Regions from separate parts of the Canis lupus genome. Here region 2 is linked to region 1. The links are chromatin contacts, called in public Hi-C maps. All regions are on one chromosome and are shown on one strand. Each heading gives the region's core, a stretch centred on a gene start, on an enhancer-like site or on the middle of the called end of the contact. The rest is flanking DNA. Distances are from core to core; before and after follow the strand shown.

Region 1 (5,211 bases), core at 1,228-3,727:
GAGTAAGCAGATAGAAGGTGACCCCAGTACCAGGAGACAGAGAGAAAGAGAGAGTTCTATTTTAGATAGAATAGTTTAGGCTAAGAGACATTTCAGCAATCCTGAGTGTATTTGTGTCGTGTCATACCAAAAGTAACATTCTTACTTGGATGTGGAAGTCAAATATGCAGTGAATTTTAGAAAAAAAAAATATTTAAAAAAATCAATAGCATATATTATTGCATATTTTCTTTGGGCTAGCAAGCAAACAGTAATACAGTGTCTTAATAGTAATAAAGCTCTTAGAAAGTAGAACATAGTAGTAAGGCTATATAATAAATATGTGCTACTATTGGTCTATTTGAAGCGAGTAAAAAGATACTGTGACCGACATATACTACACATTCCTGCCTATAACTAAACAGCGGATGTGTAGAAAGCATACATAAAGATAGAAGTGGATGATAATATGATGTCATTGGATGATTTGGGTAAATTATTAACCCATGTCCAAAACAAATATGTTGACACCATGAACTTGGGAACAGAAACTCCACAAGGGAACTGCAGCGAGATTACTAGATTGCTAGGTCTAGGCTTTACTCCAAAAACTAACAGTCTCAGCCCAGTGGCTTTCTTTTAGCAGCTTAAAGATGTCACATCATTGTCTTCCGACTTGCAAAGTTTGTGGCAGAAAGTTTGCTACAATTCTTATCTTTATTCCTCTTTTTTTCTTTCTTTTTCTGGCTACCTTCAGATTTCCTCTTTATTTTTAGTTTTCAGTAGTTTGGATATATGATTTTGTTATTGTTTATCCTACTCTGGGTTTCTTGGACTTGTGGCTAATGTCTTTAATTGTTTTTTGGAAAAATTTTGACCATTGTCCCTTCAAACATTTCTTCTGTCTTGTTCTCTTCTGGTAAGAGGTTTTCTTTGGTTTCCCTCCCTGCCCCTAACTTTTTCATGAGAACCTGGTGGAAGTGGAGAAGAGTCTGGAAAGTGGATTTGAACACCCTTGTGACTGCAGGTCTCAAGAGTCCTGTATTCTCAGTATAACCTATAAGTATCCTTTAGCAATATCTTAAATATTTAGCAGAATTCTTAGCTGCTTATAGTGGCTGATGTCTCTTGCTCTGTGTTCTGCCATAGGTGAACCAGTCCACAGGTTCTAGATTTCTTTGGAAGATCCTTAGACTTCAGGTGTTGAACCTCTGAACTCAGCTCTCTGGGCTCAAGGAATGTTACATTTTATATTTTATTCAGCTATTTCTTCTTTTTTAGGATATGACATTCTTACCAGCTTTCGATATGCTAGATGAAATCAGATTTCTAGTCCTTTGGTTTTTAAACAGTTCTATTGAGGGGTGCAGGTGGCTCAGCTGGTTGAGTATCTGACTCTTGATTTTGGCTCTGAGGATCATGAGATTGAGCCCCACATCAGGCTCAGTGATCAGCACAGAGTCTGCTTAAAATTCTCTCTCTCCCTCTATCTCTCTTCCCACTCACTCTCTCTCTCAAATAAATAAATAAATCTTTTAAATTAATTGATTAAACTATTCTATTGATGTGCTTCAGGAATTCTACAAACATGTGGTTCAAATGTTATTTTACAAATATTTTACCTGTCTAGAAATTTTAATAAATCACTAAAATGTCTTAAATACTAAGTCATCACATTGGAGAGCTACCAACTTAAAAATGTTGTTTTGTTAATTTGTTTTGTTTTGTTTTGTTTTAAACCTCATGAAGTCTGCCACCACTTCACATTATCTGTAGACTGGAATATCAGTGTAAACTTGAACTTGAATAGGAAGGGTGTGGCTCTACATCCTCAAATGCAACCCCATGTGTATCCACACATGTAGAATTGCAAAAGCAGAGGCCACTGTTGGCAAGCACAAACACAGGAGTCAATTAAATGTCAGGCAATGTCAATAACACCTACCTTCACAGCACACCAGTTACTTATACAGTAACAAGTGAATAGCTAGTATGCTGTACCATGGCATTAAAGTATGAGCACATATTGTTCTTTTCTTGATTTATACTTATGTAAATTTAAACAGTTTTTAAATATTTATAATAATTATACTTTGAGGCAAAAAAAAGTCTTGCCATATCTGTTTCAAGCCTTTCAATTAATTAAAAAGCTTTAATTTTTTTAGAAGTGAAAATTACCTTTATCTGTTTTAAATAAACAGATTCTGTGTAATGTTTGGTTTTCAAGAAAGAATTCTATTGCCAAAATACACATGTCCTCACCCTAGCCCCCAAAAATTAATTTTCACTGGCTTGGTAGAAGGAATAATAATAATAATGACCAATAGTTAAACAGAACTTACAATTGACATACTTTTCTAAGAATTTTACATCTATGTTGTTTAATTTAATCCTTATATCAAGCCTATGAAGTAGGTACTATTATCATCCCCATTAATCAGATAAGGGAACCAAGCACATGGTATATGTGAGATCACACAGTTAGTAAACAACACACCCAGGAGTCAGACCTAGGCAGTCTGGTTCCAGAGTGTGGGTTTCTCACCATGAACCATGAACTGTGCTGGTAAAATGTTAAAGAGGAAGTCTGATTTCATTTTGAAATTTTCTTTCTTCTTCCTATACAATATATGTCTTTTTCTTCCTCTTTCTCCTTGCCCCCCTGTCTCTGTCTCTCAGTCTCTCTCCTTTTCTCTAGCTATACTTCCATTTCTCCACTTGTAGATTAAGTGATAAATGTGTCCGTTTACCCTTCAGGGTACAATGATACTTAATAAGTTAACTACTTTTAAAAGTACTTTAAGGGTCAGAAAGTAAAGGCCAAACTACTAAGCATAATTGTTGAAAACAGGAGGGTTTTGGTCTGTTTCTATTATCTTTTCTGAGTGAATTTAAGATATTCTATACATCAACAGTCTTACTCATTCTATTCTATTGCTTTCACTTGCTACTGTGGACATTTTCATTCTTTCTTCATTGAACAAATTCTCACTGAACATACTCTAGGTGCTAGAGGCACTGGACATCAAGGACTGAACAATTAAGTAGTTTAAAACATGACCCCCTACTTGTAGGCATTCTCTGCCCAGGTCACAGGTCTTGATGCTCACAGCTGAGGTGTTGTGTGTGCTTAAGTGACAGTCAAAATCTTTGCTTTGGAAGAAAAGTCCCTAAACAATAGTATTTAATTTTAATGGTTATTGTTTGGGGCTTAGCCTTTTATAAATGAAAAATTAATATTTCTATGAAGAAGAAATTAAGCCAAGTGACTTTTATTTCTTTGAAGTTGCATTTTAGGAAAAGTCAACTCATTGAGTATCATATTAAATGAAACCCTCGGTAACTGGAACTTGAAAGGACTTTAAAATTACTCACTTTTGAGGTGTGCCTATTGCTTTAATTTTTGCTAAACATGGAAGAATGAAAAGAAGAGAAAGCCACATTGCATCTAATGCTGTCATGTATTCTCTCTGTATTCCAGGTATCATTCTGAAAGTCACCTGTGGTCTACCTAGATATAAAACATTACAAAGTAGTCAAAAATGAACACTTTCCTAGAAAGCCATATTTTGCAGGAAATAGATTTGAAGGGTCTCCTGGGTGGTTCATTCAGTTAAGCGTCTGACTCCTGATTTCGGCTCACCATTCCCTCATGATCTCAGGGTGGTGAAATTGAGCCCTGTATTGGGCTCCATGCTCCATGGGGAGTCTGTTTAGTATTATCTCTCTTTCTCTCTCTGTCCCTCCCCATGCTTACACAAGAAGAAAGAAAGAAAGAAAAAGAAAGAAAGAAAGAAAGAAAGAAAAGAAAGAAAGAAGAAAAGAAAAGAAAGAACGAAAGAAAGAAAGAAAAGAAAGAAGAAAGAAGAAAGATGAAGCGAAGAAGTAATAAGGAAGAAGGACTAATAATGCCAGAATAAAGAAATCAACTACATAAACACATCCAGCACTACCTCCCTCCCTCCCTCCCTCCCTCCTCAACGCCCTCCCCCATACCTACTCCCTTCTTCCCGCCTCCCTCCTTCCTTCCTTCCCGTCCTTCCTTCCTTCCTTCCTTCTTCCTTCCGTCCTCCTCCTCCCCCCCCTCCCTCCCTCCCTCCCTCCCCCCTCCCCTCCCCCGTCCTCCCTCCCTCCCTCCCTCCCTCCCTCCCTCCCTCCAACTAAAGAAAGGAAAGAAAGTCTTTAAACACACACACACACACACACACACACACACATTTGAAATTTTCCCATCTTAGGAGACTAGATCCGCGAACTGTGAGCTTGCAGTTCTCAAGGATTAGATGGTAATTTTTTTTTAAGATTTTATTTTTAAGTAATCTCTGCACTGAGTGTGGGACTCAAACCTGTAACCCTGAGATCAAGAATCCCATGCTCCACTGACTGAGCCAGCCAGGTGTCCCCCAGATGGTAATATTAAACGTAAACATATACTTAGAAAAATCATATTTCTTTCAAAGACTGGCCCTCATTATTTGGTATAAACGGCATAAGTTGAAGACATTCTGTACACGTATTTAAGAAATTTTCCTTTATTCATAATTTGACAATTTTTTGCCTTTTTGTTGACTATGATTTTCCATAGGAAAATTTTGCTGAAATTTTTTTCTCCAAGAAATGATAGAGAAACCTAACCACATTGTGCAACCTTGTTAAATGAATGAAAAATGTGGCCATTTTCATGATAGTATGATTTGTTACTATAGAGCATTTCAGAATTACTATCGCTAGGTGCTAAAACCTGTGTCACTTTGAGATGAGAACAGTATACATAGGATCTGTTATTTCTGGTGAACTTCTCCAAAAGTCATTTTCTAAATAAGTGTCTGGTTTGAGAGCACTAATGAAAGTGATCCTGATGAGTTTGCAGATGAAATGTAGACCAGTATCAGTTGCCATGATGACCTGAGTCCAGGAAAGCCAAAGCCTGGATCTCCTGAGTTGAGATTGTTTACCAAAGGCTCCACACCTTTTACTCCAACCAACAAATGGCAAGAGAGATAGTGAAATGTTGAGATTTTCTGCTATTTCTTGTCTTCTTGATAGAACATCATGGCCACTGGCATGGAGAGATGAAGCAACCTGGCATGAGCTGTTCCCCGTTTGTTCTGTTGTAAGGACCATAGGGCTAGAGGAGCAGGCAGCAGCATAGCATGGAAAGAAAGTCTGTCACACAATGCCACTGATCATCCCAGAGACAATAGGAAACCAGAAAAGAGATTTGAACCAGAA
Region 2 (5,211 bases), core at 730-3,229, 280 kb after region 1:
ACAACACAGAATATTAAAAATACAATTGAAACCATTTCTTCTCCTTCCCTAAATGTAATTCTGAGAGCTGCAGGACTTTCCGCGGATAACGACTCATGCAAACTTCTGCACGAAGACATGTGACCAAACTCGCACGTTTTCTAGCAACCTAAGAGCACGTCCCCAGGAGGGCTCTAGCCCCCTTGGAGATGCAGCCCCCCACTAAGACGCCCCATTGAGAGAGTTCAAGCGCCAGGGGAATTTCCTCTTTGTTGCAGCCAATCCTGACCCCAGGCTCCTGGCTTCCCTTTCTTGGGCATCTGTTAGAAAGGGCTGACCACTGGGAGTATGTTCCTCTCACAGCCCAGAGTGTCCTTCTCCGGGACCTGAGAATCATCCCTTTGAAATGTAATCATCGGGAAGGACAGGGCCGCCCCCCAGCTCTGGGGGAGAGCAGGTTCTGACCCCACAGGTTGCCAGCGAGCAGGTGCAGCTGCCTCATCGCAGCCGGCTGGCCGAGCCTCCGTGACTTGTCACTTCTCTGCTCTACTGAGCCCCAGCGCAGCGGTTTGGCGCCTGCCTTTGGCCCAGGGCGCGATCCTGGAGACCCGGGATCGGATCCCACGTCGGGCTCCCGGTGCATGGAGCCTGCTTCTCCCTCTGCCTGTGTCTCTGCCTCCCTCTCTCTCTCTCTCTCTCTCTCTGTGACTATCATAAATAATAAATAAAAGAAAGAAATTCTACTGAGCCCCAGTCTCCCCCTCCCCCATGTAAGCACCTCTGCACCGGTTGGAATGGAGCTCGGCTCTTTCCCGTGCGGTCAGTCGTTTTTGTTTTTTAAGTTTTTTTTTCTTTTTGGAGTTCGATTTGCCAGCATACAACCCAAGACCAGTGCTCATCCCAAGTGCCCCCCTCGGTGCCCGTCTCCCAGGGGTAGCGGAAGGGGAAGTGGGCGGGGGTTGGGGGCACTGGGTGTCAGTTCGTTTTTGAATAAACTCGTTCTCACCGCCTTCGCTACTGTGTGGCTGCGTGAGAACTGCCGTTCATTCCAGTTCTCCCGTCCTTCCCCTTCCTTTTTATTTTATTTTATTTTTTCCCTTTCATTTGTAAAAGCACACCTGCATCTGCCCGTACGGTATACGGTGCTGCGTCTCCGAACGCCGCGCCTCCTCCGACCCTCCGCAATCTGCTTTGCGCGTTTAACGTCCCGTTCGGGGGACGCAGCCCCGCAGCTGGCGTCCCCGGGGCCAGTCACGGAGCCGAGAGCCGCGGCCTCGACGGCGCCGGGCGCGCGGACGGAGCCTGGAGCTGCAGGCACGGCTGCGCGGGCGGACGGACGGACGGACGGACGGTGAGGACGGCGGGGGGAGGAAGCGGAGCGGCAGCTCGGTCTGCAACCCCGGGAGCTCTAGAAACCCGAATGTGGATTTGACCTCCCAGCTTATGCGGAAGCTATATATAAAGGCGGGAGTCTAGAGCCCGTTTCCTTTATTTTCAGCGCGTTTTTCCCCAACAGCTTTCAAGTTTTGAGGCCGAAAGCATGCGGCCCGCCTGGTGCTCCGTGGACCGCGCCGCGCAAACCTTCCCTCGCTTCCAACTCTCCCGGGACCCCGCGGTCGCCGCGGGAAAGGGCTGCGGTGCGGCTACCCCGCGACGCTCCCCCGCCCCGCCCTCCACGAGCTGCGGCTCCCAATTCCGGTCTTGCTTAGTAGGACGCCCAAGGCGGCGGACAAGCCCCAAGGACGCGAAGACGCGACGCCCGCCGCGGCCGGGACCGGGTCGCGCTCCCCCGCGGAGTCCGGCTCCCCCGCCGAGCCCCGCCTACTCCCCGCCCCGCCCCGCCCACTCCCCGCCCAGCCCCGCCCACTCCCACGCCCTCCTTCCGCCCGGCTCCCCAGGGCATCCTGGGACTCGTAGTCTTTGACAGGGCAGCGGCTCGGACCAGGTCTCCTCCCCCGCTCCCCGCCCCGCCGCCTTTCGCCGTGGGGACGTCGTGACGTTGCGTTCCGCCCGTCCCTTGCCGCCTCCTCCCTTTCTCCTTTCCTCTCCCGGAGCTCGTTCCCAGACTTCCGAGGATCTTTTACGACATTGAGTCTCAGGAGTCGGTCCCGGCGCCGGGTCCACTTTTCGGCAAAGTGACGTGGACGTCAACAGCAATGGCGGAAGGAGAAGAGGTCCAGCCCCGGCCAACGTCGAGCGGTGAGGGCTGGTGAGTGAAAGCCCGGGGCTGACTCCGGCTGCCCCTCGGTTCTTCCTTCCCCCGCTCCCGCCGGTCCCGCAGGCACCGGCGGGCGCCGGCGTGGAGCGCGGGGACCCGCCTGGACCGCGTCCACTGGCCTGCCCCGCCCCCTCTCCGGGCCGGGCCCTCTCGGTACGGGCCTGAGGCGGGCCTCCGCGGGAGAGCGGGTCGCCCAGCGCCTGGGCCTCACCGCGGGGCTCCCGTGAGGGTCCCGGGGCCCCGGACGCGCTGGAGAGGCTGGCTTCAGGGCAGGGCTCAGCCGAGACCCGTGGTCCCGGGAGTTCCAGTAGGTTGGCTCGGGAGGAAGTTTCGGGGACGCACGTCCGAGGCGCGGGGCTCGCATCTGAGGACCCGGCCCTTGGCGTGACCCCGCGACCCTTGCCTGCGGGGGAGCGACGCGCCGGGGAGGATCCTGCCCACAGACTTGAGATGGTTCTTATTCTAGTTTTTATTTGTTTTGCGTTTCAACGGTTCTGACGATTCGGGCCCCACAAGTCGTTTTTCTTCCTGCCGCTTTCCCCAGAGCCCGACCGGGGCGGCCCCGGGGCTTCGCGGGAGCCGCGCTCGCCGCTGCCCAGCCTTTGCGCCTGCCCGGCCGCCTCGGGGCAACCGGGGGGCCCCTCCCGTCATGTTTTTGGTCGGCTTTATCCAGTGTCGCTAGTCTTCGGGAAAGGCCCCTTCCTACTTTTGAAATAGTTGATCTTTACAAGACGTTTTTAGGGACAGTATCATAAAAAAAAGATAGAGCCTCTAGAGGCTTTTTGGATTTTTATATTGAAGTACACTGACTGTATGTGTTAGATAGTTTCAGGTTTGCTTTTTCATCCTATGACATGTATACAGCTCGTGTATTAAGCTGTTGGCCTGAGAATCGTACGGGACATTTTAGACGTGGACTTTAATCCTTGAGAAAGAAACGGGATCATCGAAAGGTTCAGATAAGATAGTAACTGAGAAACCCAGCCCCGAATCCGCAGACGTCCAGTACCGCCTAGGTGCGTGCATGTGCACTCCAGGATTCGGCAGGAAGACGCACCGGTGACCTGGATGTAGTTTCTTTTCTCAATTTGCTTATATTGGAGCTGTGACAGTTACACTCGGGAGCAAGTTAAATTGATCCAGCTCTTTGGGAATGTGAGTGAAAGCGCTATGGGGTTTCAGGGGGGACAGAAGCGACTTCCACTTGCAGTTATTGGAGAAAGCGTCAAGGAAGCAAAGATGTTTGAATTAGGCCTTGAAGAGTCCACAGGATTTAGACTAGTGCTGTCCAGTGGAAGTGGAATGTAAGCCACATATGTAATTTAAACATTTCCTTTTTTTTTTTTAAAGATGTAAAAAAAATTTAAGTAACCTCTGCACCCAACCTGGGCTTGATTGAACTCAAAGCCCTGAGATCAAAAGTTACATGTTCCGTTGACTGAGCCAGTCAGGTGCCCCTGTAATTTGACATTTTCTAGTAGCCACATTAAAAACCAAAACAAAACCAGTTGAAATTATTTATATCCAAAATATTACTTCAACATATTGTTAAAAGAAACCAATTAGACAGTTTTACGTCTCTTTTTGTAACACTTCAAAATTCAACATATATTTTATTTTACCTTTACCTTACATCTCAACTGGATCTAGCCACATTTCAAATGTTAAGTAGCCACACACGGCTGGTGGCTAACATACTGGATAGTGCATTAACTGGTGGGAAAGGGCTCTGAATGGAGTAATAGCCGGACCATGGACACAGGCAAGAAAACTAATGATTGTTTGGGGAGTAATGACTAGAACTTCGTAAATGTGCTGTCTTGGAAGGGTGAATTGTATCATAAACTGACTCTGATCAGCTTATTGGAGGCCATGAGGAGAAATGTTTCTAGAGTAAAGTATCTTCAAGAAGCTCTTAGGAGGATTGTGAATACCAGTGATTCACAGGCAAAGAACATGGAATTAATAGTTGTTAGCAGTAGCATGTGTTCTCTTCTACGGTTGCTGTATGTTTTTTGTGGCTTTCAATTTTTGTCGTTTTTATTTTTATGAATGGAGGAACCCGGAGGGGTTCTGTGGTTTCTGCTCTGCTTCCATTCCCATGTATGTAATCTTTTTCTCTGCGTACTCCACTCGGGTGTACCCTCAGAGCGAGTTTGAATACAGTCAGAGAAGACATTTGGATTTGGAGCCATAGATTTGGTAAAGCCTCTGTTCTTAGACTGGTGAAGAGGTTGTTATGGAAGGGGGAGGGTTTGTTCTTGAGAGAGAAAGAGAGCATGTGTGGCGGGGAGGTGGCGGAGGGGCAGAGAGAGAGAGAGAATCTTTAGGCTCCTCGCGGTGCTCTGTCTTATGACCCTGAGATCATGATCTGAGCAGAAACCAGGAGTTGGATACTTACTGCTGAGCTACCCAGGCGTCCCACTTCACGTTTTTATTGTACCTTTGTCAGATGGAAATTTTTCTGAAATGTGTTATATATCTCTTTGCCTAACCTGAACTTACCTCAGTGACTTAGGGTCATTCAGTTTGTAGATATAAGTGTGTAAGAATAAAACTAGGTCCCTGTCCTCAAGGAATTTGTGGTCTAGTTAGAGTAGGCACAGTTAAGAAGATCAGTTACTGTTATACTTCTGTAATACAGTGACCTGTCTAGGCAAAAAGGGAAGATTGTTACTATGTTAAATGGCCCTGTATAACCATCTCTTTTGAGATTGCTTTCTGTTAGTATTTTTTTTTTTCTGTTTTCTCTCTTTGTTGTTAGTGGTATTTCCCAGTTCTTAATCTGTGAAACTAGGTAGCTATGTTAAAATTAAGTATATATTTGTAAAAAGGCTCAGTATGGGTTCCAAAGATTTTTAAAAGTATAAGATGACACTTACCTATTTTCAGTTATGTTCTAGGCCAGTGCTTCTCAAAATTTAAATGTGCATTAGGATTACCTGGGGATCTTGTTAAAATGCAGATTCAGTAGATTTGCTTGGGACCTGAGATTCTGTATTTCTGACTGACTA

The links. A called contact is a pair of places that touch in the nucleus more often than the background predicts.
Region 2: a contact with region 1 is called in a Hi-C map of blood, with 1.9 times the contacts expected there. The contact joins the promoter of TBC1D23 here to the enhancer-like site in region 1. A contact is called at or near these places in 2 of 9 Hi-C or Micro-C datasets (both in blood).

The regions. Positions count from the first base shown.
Region 1 is chr33:7,009,409-7,014,619 of UU_Cfam_GSD_1.0, forward strand. The region is part of intron 1 of CMSS1 (protein CMSS1); the gene reads left to right. The region is part of intron 1 of FILIP1L (filamin A-interacting protein 1-like); the gene reads right to left. Among named protein-coding and RNA genes, the nearest start is that of FILIP1L, 140 kb to the right of the region's middle. Within about 2 kb of position 2,478, at least 3 of the 20 cell types and tissues checked have an H3K27ac peak or open chromatin away from gene starts, as enhancers often do. A contact at or near this core is called in blood, where this site is marked.
Region 2 is chr33:7,285,723-7,290,933 of UU_Cfam_GSD_1.0, forward strand. TBC1D23 (TBC1 domain family member 23) reads left to right here and starts at 1,980. Exons shown (of 19, transcript XM_038582599.1): 1 at 1,980-2,188. The coding sequence starts at 2,136. It overlaps LOC106558146 (a long non-coding RNA gene), which reads right to left and starts at 1,749. Exons shown (of 3, transcript XR_005383202.1): 1 at 1,098-1,749.